Linked DNA regions of Sus scrofa: region 2 is linked to region 1. The links are chromatin contacts, called in public HiChIP or PLAC-seq maps. All regions are on one chromosome and are shown on one strand. The core of a region is the stretch at or near the end of the contact, and the rest is flanking DNA. Distances in the headings are between cores, read along the strand shown.

What was found. HiChIP or PLAC-seq counts read pairs in DNA pulled down with a chosen protein or histone mark.
Region 2: an H3K27ac HiChIP or PLAC-seq map of alveolar macrophages shows a contact between it and region 1. The contact joins two enhancer-like sites. A contact is called at or near these places in 1 of 47 Hi-C or Micro-C datasets (embryonic fibroblasts) and 1 of 2 datasets of contacts at active chromatin or transcription factors (alveolar macrophages).

Annotation. Positions count from the first base shown.
Region 1 is chr5:39,094,281-39,098,284 of Sscrofa11.1, forward strand. No RefSeq gene overlaps it. Among named protein-coding and RNA genes, the nearest start is that of PHLDA1, 220 kb to the right of the region's middle. Within about 2 kb of position 2,626, at least 2 of the 83 cell types and tissues checked have an H3K27ac peak or open chromatin away from gene starts, as enhancers often do. A contact at or near this core is called in alveolar macrophages, where this site is marked.
Region 2 is chr5:39,266,905-39,271,082 of Sscrofa11.1, forward strand. No RefSeq gene overlaps it. Among named protein-coding and RNA genes, the nearest start is that of PHLDA1, 50 kb to the right of the region's middle. Within about 2 kb of position 2,892, at least 28 of the 83 cell types and tissues checked have an H3K27ac peak or open chromatin away from gene starts, as enhancers often do. A contact at or near this core is called in alveolar macrophages, where this site is marked.

The DNA.
Region 1 (4,004 bases), core at 1,376-3,875:
ATTTGGTTCTAAATAGGTCCACTCTGGCTTCTGTTAGCTGTATGTCAATTTCATCAAAGGCGTACATGTTTGGCACCCAGAGAAGTAGCTTGCTTAATATTAAAACCATTTCAGGGAGTTCCCTGGGGCTCAGTGGATTAAGGATGTGGTGTTGGCACTGCTGTGGTGTAGGTTCGATCCCTAGGGAAGTTCTGTATGCCATGGGTTCAACCAAAAAAACAAACAAAAAAACGACAACAAAAAAAATTGCAGATGTGTAGGTTTTAGATTTCTATCATGAATTAATTTTGTTTAATCTCAGTCAGAGATATATTTCCTTTCTATAAGGAAAAAATAAACAAGTAACCAAACTATCAAATAATACTTTTGAACATATTTCTGAATTCAAACACCAGAAAATCAAACTTCCCTGAATTTTCGCATTATACTAAATATTAAAATAAAATGGGGTGGGGCTTGGCACAGGGGTGGGCAATGACATTTATTACATGTTAACTGTTTTATTTTATTGACCTAAACATTTAACTAACACAGATACCGAGTTCAGCTACTTCTACATCTCAGTGTGGACCTGCAAAATTTAGTTCTCACTCCTTGATGCTATCTTCCCACCTCCTTCTCATTGTTGTATGTTTTCAGGCCACACTTGGGCCTGAGTGTTTTCAGGCCACAGTGGCCCAGGCTTCTCAATTTCTCTTCCTGCTCTCAAGAAGACCCATTAGTAGTTCTCTTTGCTCATATTCTCCCCTCCACCAGATTTTCAGGCTCTAATTACAGTTCCCTCTGCCCAGTTAAGATTACCAGCATCCCCTTCTGAGATAGAGCAATGCCGATGTGACACCCTGGCTTCAGTTCAGTCTCTGGCAACTCAACATACTATTTTCCCATTGGGTTATGCAATAGAACATCATAGTATGAAACTTAAGTTCTCATGTAAAATGAAATTAAAAAATGCTCTCGAACAGGAATTTCACTAGGATGGCATGCCCATATGCACATGACAAGCAGAACTTGGGGCAAATTCAGTAAGATAGTGAAATGAAAGACATTATCAAGATAGAGCAATGCAGTAAGTCCAAGGCCTTTGGCAGTGTTTGGGAGGGTAAACAATAGATTTCAGTCTGACAAGATTAGGTTATCTTTGTTGAGTACTAAACTGGCATTGTTGTCAAACAGGGAGTGAGGGGTTCTGAAAACAAAGTATCTTTAAAGTGTTTATGTTCATTCTCATTGGGAAGAGAATACACATGTACAAATGCTGAAATATGGCCAAAGGGTATCACATAAACTGAATAAAGTGTTGATTAGAAGGACATAAAGCCAACCAGGCTTCTGAAAAAGTTAGGTTTTGAAACAAGCTCTGAAGATGGTGGTGGAAGGCAACTAGCCAAGAAAGAGTGGAGAATTTCTACAAATCATGGAGGAAACCATTTGAAACTTAATCCAATAAGACTGAAATTTTGATAGCTGGCTCTTAAGTGAGATAGTTATTTCAAAGCTGCCAATAGGTTTTTCCTGTTTGTTTTGTATTTTCAAAATTTAGCTGGAAGTGGAGGCATAGTGGGGAGGGTTACTCTTTTGTCTTGGGAAAAAATTCTTACTTACAGCATTTTGATTATGTAAAAAGAAAGCCCAAATTCAAATCTGGAATGGAAAGTGTGAGACCATGAAAACTAAGCTGCTCTGTATGATTTTGTCAAAGTCATCATCAGTGTGGACTGGAACGCCTCCCTGGGAGAAGAACGGAATTCTTAACTTGCTAGAGTCAGTGAAAACCTAATGGCCTGGAGTTTTCACTGGGGCTCAGTAGAGTGAATATGACTAGCATCTGTGAGGTTGCGGGTTCAATCCCTGGCCTCGCTCAGTGGGTTAAGGATCCAGTGTTGCCGTGAGCTTAGTGTAGGTTGCAGATGTGGCTGGGATCCTTCATTGCTGTGGCTGTGGCATAGGCCAGTGGCTAAACCTCTGATTCAACCCCTAGCCTAGGAACTTCCATATGCCATGGGTGTGGCCCTAAAAAAAAAAAAAAAAAAAAAAAAAAAAACCTAAAGACCTGGGCTCCAGGGAGGAAGGATATTGTCAAAGGCCATGAAGTGTTAAACTGGATCCTGCAATAGGGTGGCAGGACTAGGCTTAGAGGAAGGTTGAAAGAGTAAAGGACATCTTTTTTTTTTTTTTTTTTGTCTTTTTTAGGGCCACACCCATGGCATGTGAAGGTTCCCAGCTAGGGGTCTAATCAGATCTGTAGCCACCAGCCTATGCCAGAGCCACAGCAACACCAGATCCAAGCCTTGTCTGCAACCTACACCACAGCTCACAGCAACTGCGGATCCTTAACCCACTGAGTGAGGCCAGGAATCAAACCTGAAACCTCATGGTTCCTATGGAGCCACAACAGGAACTCGAAGGGACCTCTCCTGAGTGCTTGACCAATGAATTCTAGTGGGAGATAGCATTCATGTTACTGTTCCTTTTCTACAGAGTAATTCTCTTCTGTTATCCCCAAACCACTGGTAAAGTTTTATAAACTAGACAGCCTGGTTTTAGAAGTGTTTAGAAAATCAACTGTGCCCACACTGAGAGGATTTCCAGAAGCCTGAAGAAGCAGTTGTGAAACTTCCCGAGTCCACCCACAGAAAAGCTTAGAACATTAAGCCAGGCAGAGAGGAAGCCCATGAGTGCCCATTAACGGCTAGACTTCTTGCCAGTTTGGGAGTGGAAATGAGGCTTATAAATTGTTATTAGGTGTTAAATAGAAGGTGACCCCTGGAACCTGAGAACTTGGGTTATCTCAAGGTTGATCATGGGCAAGACCATGAAAATCCAGATTTGGGGTTTTATAAATTAAACACCCAGAGATGCACCACTCATTGAAAATCCATATGGGTGAGCACTAGGTACTGATAATTAGCTGTAACTAGCTGTGAAACTCAGATTAAGTCAGGTAACTTCTCTAAGCCTCAATTTCATCACCTACAAAGTGAAGGAAATTAGATTAGATCAACTCTAAGATAAATATTAGATCAAAAGTTCTGCAATTGGATCTCCTCGCCCCCTCACCTTAATATTTTATAAAACAGGAAACCTAAAAAAAAAAGAAAAAAAATCAAAATCAAAAGCTCAAGAAAAAGAAAGTCATTGCAGTAAGTAGCAGTTACCAGATGGTCACTAGCCATATAAAATACTACTGTGCTTTGTTTTATTATGGCTGTTATAGATATATTACTCTCCATCTTCTTAGGGATTCATATTACTTTACTGACTAACCCTCTCCTCTACAGTATACTCTTTTTTATCTTAAGAATACCTACCTTTTTTTTCTTTTGGATTCCCCATGGCATATGGTGTTCCCAGGCCAGGGATCAGATCCAAGCCATAGTTTCAAGCTACACTGCAGCTGTGGCAAATTGAGATCCTTAACCCACTGTGCCAGGCCAAGGATTGAACCTGTATCCCAGCGCTCCAGAAACATGGCAGATCCCATTGTACCATAGCGGGAACTCCAATAGTATTTATCTCTTGCTTTATATAATTACCATCTGTATTTCTGATTAAAATAGAAGTGTCATGAGAGTTTTTTTTCTTTACTGACGTATTTTCAGCATCTAGCCACACCATCTGGCAAATGGTGGATATTGAATTAATATTTATTGACTAAATAAATCAGTAAAAGAAAGAAGAAATGAATGATACTCCCTGTGTATTCCTTTTAGAAGATCAGACCTGGAAGTGGTTACGTTTTACATATTACAGTTGATCATAACCCAAAATCAAGCAAGATTGTCTAACAATTCTTTCAATTTCCAACTATGTAGACACTAATTACATCTCACAAACTTGTTTCCAGTGAAAATGTCTGATCAGATAAACTATGGTGTCCCAGGATCACTAAGAACAATAGTTGCTTTATGAATGAAGATACTTTACACTTTCTGGGGAGATTTTTTTTTAATGTGCATTTCTCTTTAATGATCCAAGACCTGGATAACATGTAAAGTACCAGG
Region 2 (4,178 bases), core at 1,642-4,141, 170 kb after region 1:
GCACCATTGTGTGTTACAAGTTCATTGAAGAGTTTCCACTGTGGCACAATAGGTTAAGAATCCAACTGCAGTGGCTCAGGTTCCTACAGAGGTATGGGTTCATTCCCAGGCCTGGGACAGTGAGTTAAAGGATCCAGTATGGCCACAGCTGTGGCAAAGTTTGCAGCTGCAGCTCAGAGTCAATCCCTGGCCCAGGAACTTCCATATATCGTGGGTGTGGCCACAAAAAATAAATAAGTAAAAAATTTCATTGAAAAAAAATGAAAAAATTTTAAAAGTAAATAAATGGTGTTGTTCATCTGTGTCATTCACTTGTGCATCCCTAGGGTCTGAGGCAGTGCCTGGCAATTTGTGTGAGCTCAAAAACTGTGTTGATCAAATGAGCAAATCAAGAATAAACAAATCATTCAAACTACATATTAGAAAAGGTGGGAAAGCATTTTGTAAGAGGATAACAATGAATCGCTTTGGAGGAGTTGGAGAGCAGAGCCTGGGTCAGGGAGAGGATGAAAAAGGGTTCCTCATCTCACACGGGTGAAAAAGTCCAAGAGGTATGTTAACGTGGGAGCTGCCACCTCTGTTTCTCTCCAACTTCCTCCTCTGAAAAAAAAATAAAATAAAAAGGTTTTGGGACCTTTAACACTGGGCCCCAAAACTCATGTGGTGAATGAAAGCCACCTGCCCAAGATCCTGGCCCCTGTGACAGGCTCGGAGCCCTGTTCAGGTTCCGCATTTAGTGTGACTCAGATGCTACCCCATCCCAAGGTTAAGGACATGGATCTGGACAATTCACAAGCACCTCTGAAAATAACTTTAACTTCCTCCGTTAATACCACCTCCAGACTTACTCCAAAATTAAATCCCTGTCTTGTTTGTTTTTCCAATACCTGCTCCTCCACTAACCAAACTGTTTTACACAAGTATCTAACCTACTCATGGGGAAACTCTGGCTATGAGGACCACAGTGGGGAACATAAAGGCCTTGTGGGGATTCAGTGACCACATCTTGGATAAAGCCCAGGATGGAGAGGCATTTCACCAAATGGTATTCCACAGTGAGCAGCATTATAGTCCAGTGGGTGTTTCCAGGGCAATCCCACCCACATCACCTTTGATGTCTTATAATTGACTTTTCTCCCATTAAGCTTATAAAGCTATCTACAAGCTCTGGGCACGAGGTCACAGAGATCACCAGACCTGTGCTGGCAGGAAACACAGAATGTGGCCTTGAATCAAAAGAGAGCTTCAAAGACTGACCATCCTCCCTCCAACCCTAATGGAGCTACCAAAATCTGAGGCCTGTTATCTTGTAGGTTCCCAAGTCTAAGCCAGGCTCTTAAGAAGAAAAATGCCTAGGATCTTGAATCCATTACTACTAATAAATCCAAGCTTTTCATTTTCATAGAAATGGAAGCACTTTAAAACGTGGTTGCCAACGGTTGCCTGAGCCAGTCAAGGAAGTAGAGGAAGATGAGGTAACAAAAATGTGAAGAATGAGGCTTTAAGTCCTATTCCCATATATCTTTATTCCTAGCTCAGTAGAGAATGTATCAGACCAAAGAAGGTCAAAGAATCCCTGGGGTGAGTTGCAATGAATAGTGTGATGATATAATTGAAATGACATGACTGTTCTCACAGTTGGAGGCAAAGGTGAGGGGGATGAGTAGTCCAAGAACAAGTAAATAGGTACTTTTCATGCCCAGGTTCTACATATTTTAGAACTTTCTGGGCTACTTCCCAGGGAAATTAAAGAATGAGGATGTCATAGGAAGGAGAGGAGGGTTCCTATCATCCACCACTCTACTTGCAGCTCAGAAAACCCAGAATGCAAGAGGTAGGCCGCAGAAAGTTTCGTGCTTATTTTACCTCTTCTCTGTCATTATTTTAAACATGTGTCGTACCAGGAATGTTGTTAGTTCATGACACAGAAAACATAGATAAGCAGTTCTTTGGAATTTGGGGGTGAGGAAGAAAACAGTGCATATACATAACTCCAGCCCAATGTCATCCTGTGGTCATTGCTTAATACAAATGAAAGATATTGTGCCACCAGTAGAAGATAGAAGCGATACTGTTTTAGAAAATAATAACCTTGCAACCAGAGGTGGTCAGAAAAGCAAGGAAGTGATCATCACCAAAGTTAGGATAGTGGTTACTTCTAGGAGGGAGGGAGGGGGTGTGGTCTAGAAGGTCAACAAAGGAGGGGTATCTGGGCTGGCAATGTTCCCTTTCTTGATTGAGGGGTGTTCACTTTGTAAGTATACATTATGCTATATATTTATGTTTTCTATTTGTATATTCTATTTCATAATTTTCAAAAGGTTAAAAAAGGAAAGAAAATAATAACCCTCCCTTTATTGAGGAAAAAACACTTTACTGCAGAGCTTAGCTCTAGTTATTTAAACATCTTTCTCTGTTGATATCTAGGTTCCTTCCATAGATTGTTATTCTGGGAGAAAAAGAGGGTGGATTTTTGAGGAGCCATGAGTAGACTACTGTTAAAGCTCCAGTATAGATGGCATACCAGAGATTTTTTTTAGTACTGGAGTGTGTTGGGAGTATATATTTAAGAGTCCAATTATTCGAGTCAGAATTCAATGGGGCTCCACAAGATACCAGAAAGTTCTACAAAGGTTTGGCAGTGTTCACAAAGCAGTCATCAGACACAAAGACAGGGGATACAAAGGGGGTTATGAAATCATCGAGATAAATACAAAAATTTTTAAAAAGATATTAAGAACTCAGTTCTTCCAGTTCAGGGCATAGCAGAGCCTCAGGGCCTCTCTGTGAAGAAAATCCCTCCTGTGTTTGGCATCTGAGTGACTCACCCAGAAAACCATCCACTGCGTGCAGCAAAAAGGAAATGAATCATGGAAGCTTCTGACCTTTGCCCTTGTCATCCCGGCACAGGGAAGCCACCCACAGACAGTCTCAACAGAGCTGGAGACAGGGCAGTCAAACAAGGCACACAACAATGATGCAGATCTATTGGCAGAGGTCTGGATAACACAGCTCAGGGGGTGAGAATCAGGATAAGCACTGATTTTATGATACCAAAAAACCCTAGCTGTTGAACTGGCATTGAGGACAATTTGGCAGAATCCTGCTGTTTTAGGCAATCATAGGAACTCCTTCCATCAGTAACTGGGTTTGGAATTTGAAGAATTTGCTTGGCTTGCTTAGAAGTAGACCAAACTCATACATGTACGAAAGTTGGAATGAATTTGATGGAATCATTTACATTTAAGAAGATGTGAGTCCAATGTCTGTATTCAGAAAAGCAAAGGGTTTACAAAGATTGGCAGAGGCTGTCCTAATACAACCCAGTACTCCAGGGGGATGATTTCAGTTTTCAACAAAATCAGGATGCCTTCAAAACATTCACCTAAAAGCTAAATATAGTTCATCCAAAAACATGCACAGAGTAGAAGAAGGAAACCTAGGGGAAAAGAAGGAAACTCTTTAATTGCCTATATTACTGAATACAACTTCATGTGGGGATAGTCCATGGAGGTGAGCTGATCTCCCAGTTCTCTGCTCATCCTGCTGGGATGTAGAGTTCAAAGGCATTTCCCTCCATGCCAGGGTGAGCTTTCTAATGGTGGTCTCTCCCCCATATGGGCCTACAAAAGCTTTCTATATTTCTATATTAAGAAATAATATATATATAGAAATATATATTTCTATATTTCCTTATTATAAAAGAATATACCAGCCCTCAAAAGACATCACCCAAGGATTTCCCTGTGGCTCAGCAGGTTAAGGATCTGGTGTTGTGACTGCTGTGGCTAGGGTCACTGCCATGGTGCAGGTTCAGTTCCTGGCCTAAGAACTTCTGCATGCTGTCTGTGGGTTTGGCAAAACAAAAAAACCAACCAACACCCCCCCCCCCCCGCCACATTACCCAAGCCCTTGCCTTCTGGATGAACTAGGCTAAGAAACCCCTTCCCTGGCTAGTTGGGAGGGTGGGAATTAGGCACTTGTATGTCACACAGCTTAATGCAGAGCTCTGATTTGTGCTTGGTAACTCAAGTTGATAGAGGACATGGGATAGCAAATGATGTTCCAGTCACAGCTCAGGAACTGATTGGGGTCTAGAACCTTTCCTCTTCCTTCCATCCCCACCTCCCATTCTAGCCACTTTCCTCACTTTCATATTCTCTCTTCTTACCCACTCC